2 separate regions of the Triticum aestivum genome follow, and region 1 is linked to region 2. A link is a contact called in public Hi-C data. All regions are on one chromosome and are shown on one strand. Each heading gives the region's core, a stretch centred on a gene start, on an enhancer-like site or on the middle of the called end of the contact. The rest is flanking DNA. Distances are from core to core; before and after follow the strand shown. Region 1 has its middle 7.2 kb from the start of LOC123189359. Region 2 has its middle 12 kb from the start of LOC123189357.

Evidence for each region. Hi-C and Micro-C count contacts between places; a contact is called where the count stands out from the background.
Region 1: a contact with region 2 is called in a Hi-C map of leaf, with 3 times the contacts expected there. The contact joins two enhancer-like sites. A contact is called at or near these places in 2 of 5 Hi-C or Micro-C datasets (leaf and root).

Annotation. Positions count from the first base shown.
Region 1 is chr2A:547,014,769-547,017,594 of IWGSC CS RefSeq v2.1, forward strand. No RefSeq gene overlaps it. Among protein-coding and RNA genes, the nearest start is that of LOC123189359, 7.2 kb to the right of the region's middle. Within about 2 kb of position 1,288, at least 3 of the 8 cell types and tissues checked have an H3K27ac peak or open chromatin away from gene starts, as enhancers often do. A contact at or near this core is called in leaf, where this site is marked.
Region 2 is chr2A:546,972,248-546,975,314 of IWGSC CS RefSeq v2.1, forward strand. No RefSeq gene overlaps it. Among protein-coding and RNA genes, the nearest start is that of LOC123189357, 12 kb to the left of the region's middle. Within about 2 kb of position 1,509, at least 2 of the 8 cell types and tissues checked have an H3K27ac peak or open chromatin away from gene starts, as enhancers often do. A contact at or near this core is called in leaf, where this site is marked.

The DNA of each region.
Region 1 (2,826 bases), core at 38-2,537, 42 kb after region 2:
CAGAAAGGTCAGGGGGAGCCGGTTAGGCTACCCATGATCACTTACTCCGACATCTATGATTTATTTTTCTGTGCCAAGCGATGAGGACATGAGAGGGACATGGACGTGAGGGGGTGGGGGGGGGGGGGGGGGAGGTGATGTCTGACATGCAACTTAACATAGATGGGCGGACGCTCTTCCTAGGTATGGGGTCAAACTCGGATGTTTTAGTTTTTATGCACAACATATATCCAGTTTGAACTTTAGCATCTATATTCATTCTCCAAAACTATTGAAGGGTGATACTAGTTAGACGATCAAATTTTGTGCCACACTTGAGGCGGCATTGCTACACTTTTATGAAACCGATCTTGTCACAACCGTGGCCACACACCAAACAACGGTTAACTCGGTTAAACTTATCTAATTTGCGATACGATATAGTGCGGCAAACTTAGTATACCAACTAAACACGCCCTAATATGCGAAAACTGGCGGCAGCGGAAGCGTGAGACCGGAGTGACCGATCTGAGGTTGCACTGGACTTGCAACCCGATTTGGATGAGCTTATTCTTTTCCATGTGTACGCATGGGCAGGGCTGCTTTAATTTGCCTTGTAGCGAATCTGTCAAGAAGTTGGACATTAGCACCATATCAGAAGTTCAACACCAGGTGTCACATCGTATCAGTCCTTGAAGTATTCCATCAAACGGGCATGGGGGAAGCCACGCAAAAGAGAGAAAAAGAAAGACGGCATGGGGGGAGGATTCGATGGATGCCGTGTTGAGGCATGAAAGCCGACGTGGTTGGCCGCGGGTTGCCATTCGTCAGGGCCGAGGTGCAGCATGACAGGATGATGCATCCATCCGCGACGGATCAAGCAGCAAGCTAGAGATCGATGCCCGTGCGACCCGGCGGAGAGGCGCACGTAGTAGTAGGCCTACTTACGTACATCTAGATACATTCTTTTTTTATTCGTTTTGATGACAAGTATTTCCGGACGGAAGAAGTAGGTTGGTGGTACTATATCGGTATATAGTTGTCCTGGTGTCCCACGCGACAAAAGGAACGCGCTGGCGCCGCAGTGCAGCGGACCCGTTCGGTTGGGCCAGATGAGGTGATCCACCGTGCGCTTCTCCGATGTTTCCCGCCGATCATTTCGATCGGGAAAATCATTCCGTTTCCGCGTCGGTCGCGAGAACAGGGCGATCGCGAGATGATCTATGATCGATCAATTTATGGAGCAGTGCGAAGGTGAGGTGTGTGCGGCTAGGTGGCGTCCGGGTCACGCCCCGATCGGTTTCGGACGCCGAGAGAATGACCTGTCGATCGGTCCTGGTCTCCGCAGGACGTGCACGTACAGGTCCGAAGGTCCCAGCAGGCTAATGCAAACAAACCTATGACGCGTCCAGTTAGACCATTGTGATCGTACGGAAGATGGACGGCCAACTACTACCTCCGTTCCGAATTACTTGCGCAAGTATGGATGTATCTAAATGTATTTTAGTTCTAAATACATCCATTTTCGCGACGAGTAATTTGAAACGGAGGGGGTACCAATTAGGGAGACGCGCGCGTTGATTCGTGAGTGGATGCATCCTAGTAGGAGTACACGACGTGAGAAGCTTTGGTTGCTTGCGGTTATATGTGTGCAGAAGTTGAGCATGTTGTGGCGGAGCTTCAACATACTCCCTATGTAAACTAATATCAGAGCGTTTATATCATTAAAGTAGTGATCTAAACGTTTTTATATTAGTTTACAGAGGGAGTACGAGATTTGTAGAGGGACCTAAACAAGTTTTGAATAGAAATTGAGAATGCTGATCTTGATAGAGTATAATGCCAAATTCAGCCAAGAATAGTCTAAATAGTCTGACCCTAACTAAACTCGGCCACCGTGAGCACGAGTCAGAATTGTAATTCCTGCAAAAGTCATCGAACCGTGATCCCAGCTTGACAAGATATAGCTTCCCTAAAATATGAAAAGAACTTGCGAAGATAGCAAGATGGATCATGTCGCCCAAGTTTGTACACTAGTTTGGACGAGGCCGATATGGGCCGGTTGTTGGCTAGGATGATGGATGGAGTGGGAGTGTAGGTCGCGAACAGTCGAATGGGATTTAGTTCCCTGCAAAAAATATAAGACGGGCTTTCTCAGGAAACAGAAGAAATTTATAATGGTGAAAGTGCTATAGAGATCAAATGCACCCGCCATGGACAATACAAAAAAAAGAAGTAAAACAACAACAAGATTTGATTTTTTTGGCATCAAACATTGTTGAATCTTCGACAATCGTGGAAATTTCTGTGACGAAAAAAACATTCATAATGCCCTTGAAAAATGAAATAAAACAAGTGTTACAAAATGCTTTCAAAAGGAGTCTTTTTGGAGCATTGATGTTGATTGTTTTTTCTTCACGAAAATTTGCACGCATGTACAACATTCAGCAATTTCTATTGCCAAACAATACCAGGTTGCTTGAATTTATTTACTGTTTTCTATTTTACTATTCACAATTGTGCTGGATTAGAAACTCCATCTCTAGTATAATGGGCATAAGGCTGCAGGCAACAGAAGCTCTTTCTGTCGCTGTTAGTTCTGGTGTGGACCTACTTCATGTTCAGTCGAGGAAAAAAATCTGATGTGAGCACATGCTCGTAAGTAATAACACTCATATACGTGTATGTTCTAAAAAAACCAGCTATCTTTTTTATTTGAAAAATTCATTATATCAAAAGATTTTCATGGATGTTTTTTTGCAAAATTAGAACCATGGATTAGATTAAAAATGCAAATTTTAAAAATGTTGACATATTTTTTAAATGTCTGAAATTGAAATAAAGCAG
Region 2 (3,067 bases), core at 259-2,758:
AGGCGGCTTGATGTGACTTCTCGTAAAACAATAGAATTTCGAACGGGCCTCTCCTTGGTACGCGAGCGACGAGTTATGCGCAAAGTAAAAAAGAACAAAGAGAGTATCATTGGCAAGGGTTCGCAAGTGTTGTTCTGGAGGGATCATTGGACCAATGGATCTAACGTCAGCGAGATCGCGCCACTCCTCATTCGCAAAGTCAGGAAACAAGTGGTGAATAGGAGGAAGGTCAATGAAGCGCTTCACTTCGATGCTTGGACCCAGGATATTATGGGTGAATTGAACACGGAGGAGCTGCTCCAGTTCATAAGAATGTGGGAGATAATGCTCCAAATGGAGTTGAGGCCAAACATGGAGGACGTCTTGATCTGGCAGTGGGAGATTAGCGGCACTTATTCGGCAAAATCGGCCTACAAGATGATGTGCCATGGAGGCATTCGGTTTCAATTCGCTTCGGCAGTTTGGCGATGTTGGGCTACGCTAATGTGTAAGATCTTCATGTGGCTAGCCCTATAACATAGGATTTGGACATCTGACCATAGGCACAGACACGGAATGCAAGAGCATAGTTCGCCTTGCTTTCTGTGTAAGCAGGAGGAGGACACGGTGGAGCACCTTCTCATACAATGTGTGTATGCCAGGCAAGTATGGTTTCCCTGTTTCAGGAGACTTGGCATCGACACTGAGCTCACGCCTACCAGGGATCATACATTGGGTGATTGGTGGATGGCCTCCAGGAAGCGCATCAACAAGAGAGATCGCAAAGGTTTCGATACCCTTTGCACGTCAGCATATAGGAACATTTGGAAACAGAGGAACGATAGAGTCTTTCGCGACAGCACCACGGCCTTTGAAGTGGACGTAGCCGAGGCAGTTCACAAGGAATTATTTCTGTGGGCAGCAGCGCGAGGAAGAGGAGAACACAACGTCATAGAGTTCTTTCTCTTCTATAAAGCCAAGGTATGCATTTTGCGTACTCTTAAAAAAATATGAGGGGATTAGTAAATCAGAACGAGGGTAGTACAATATACCTAAAGCTGGTGCGCTCACGCCGTGGCATCAGCTTATGGGAGTAGCGTAATTCAGGTGCATGCATGTAGGCATAACTGAGATTTTTTTTCCCGTAGGATTCAGCGAGGCATAATCTAATCTTGTTCTGGGATGTTCCCCCTTGTTTCTATGTTGGACGGGAATGCCCGGTTTGGAAGATCCAAAAGAGGAGGAGGATTCAGCGCATTCTCGCCGTGGCCTAGGCAAAATCTTCTTCTGGTCCTTGTTTCTTGGATGGGGAGTGCCCGTTTGGAAAGATCCAAAGGCGGGGAGGACGGCAGGGTGTGCAGGATGCTCGTCTTGCCATATTTTCCCAATGAATTAACAAGTGCTCCCACACGCTTTCAGAAGATCTCTCTCCGTAATTAGACTTGGACCAGGCGTGGTTGCCCTAGACTAGTGCAGATATCATGAGCTCAGTCACTCACCCCCCGACGCGGGATCAGAATCAGATCAAGCCACGAACCAGTTCACACCGCCTGTCTCGACGATAAGACGACGCCGACGTGGGTGGTGCGTGGTACTACTACTCACAAAGATAGCCATCGACGTCCCTTCGCGCCCAAGGAAGACCCGAATGAGTAAACCAAGTCCGGGTCTTCAAGTCAGTCTCCTCGGCTGCGTCTGCGTGCGTGCCTTTAATTTTTTGTCATCTCTTGTACGGCACACGAGCAGACCACGCGCATGCAGCAAACTCAAGACTTGTTTAGCGCAGGGATTAATTAATTCGTCAGAGGGCACGGGCGGATCCTACACGTCTTCGAGCCCGTCAGTTGCTTTCACTTTTGCCTCTTTCAGGGATTTTTGTTCCTGTGAATATGAATAATGGCCTGCTCCGGTGCCCAAAAGCTATGTACTGAACCTCACACTGATTTCTACTAATGGTAATAGCCTAATAGGAGCAATGCTTATATTTCTCTACGAAAAGGAAGAGGCCGATCGAAGAAGCGATCGTGCGTGCCAGCTTTGCTTATGCGCACTCGCCCCGGAACATTTTCCTCCCTTAGCTAGCGAGAGGTTTAATATTCCGCCTGGCGGGCGCGCGGATTTTATTCCGGAACAAAATATCCTCAATCTGTCGTGTCATCCTATCTGGTCGAAATGCAAGCCGAGAAATTCTGCACCGATGGACGGCTGCTTACACGTATAGTGCTCGGAGTTAATTAAGAAGCCCGGGTTTCTTTTCGCTGCACCAGCCGGATATGTTGATCTTTCAGCGAGTAGCATCAGGATGATATGTCGGCTCAGTCTTTCAGAGATGTTCATAGAGATAGGATATGCGTGTGTATGCGTTCATAAAGGTGAGTATATGCGTGGCGCGTTGGCCCTGGACAAGGCGCCCGGTCGACGGCGGCCCCGGGACCTGGCGATGGTGTGCCGGCTGCTGTGGCTGTTGGGGCAGCGCGGCAGCTGGACCTGGTGGTGCTCGATGGTGGTTTGGCCACGGCGGCTCGCTCGGATCTGGCGTCATGGCCATGGGATGGGCGGCTAGGTGGTGGTCGGGTGGAGCGTGCGCAGCGCGGGGGCTGGCAGCACGGCAGCTGGCACGAAGGCTGCGCGTGGCCACCGGGTCGGCCTGCTCTGGTTCGGCCGGATCTAGCCAGCGGGCTGCGGGCGGCGCGTGGGATCATGTCGGTGCTCCGGGGATGGTACGCTGGGACGGAGGCGCGACGAGGTGGATGGCCGGGCATCATGGCTGGTTGTGCCGCGGTGTCCGGGCGGCGCTGCATTCCCTGGCCGTGAGGGCGGCGGGGCTATAGCGGGTTGATGCAGGCCTTGGTCTTCCCCGACAGGGGGCTGCAATGGACTCGTCGGTTGGCGGCGTGACGACATCCGGCTCCTCCCCTCTCCGCAGTGATGGCCCAAGGTGGTTGCCCTCCCTTCTAGTTTGCTACGCTCGGACGTTGATGGACATGGCCAAGGAGAAATCCAGCGCGGCTGCGGCTGCGGGCAACGGCGACGCTTGTTGACGCCGTCTCCTCCCTGGGGGCATTGTCATGGCTGAAGAAATATGCCC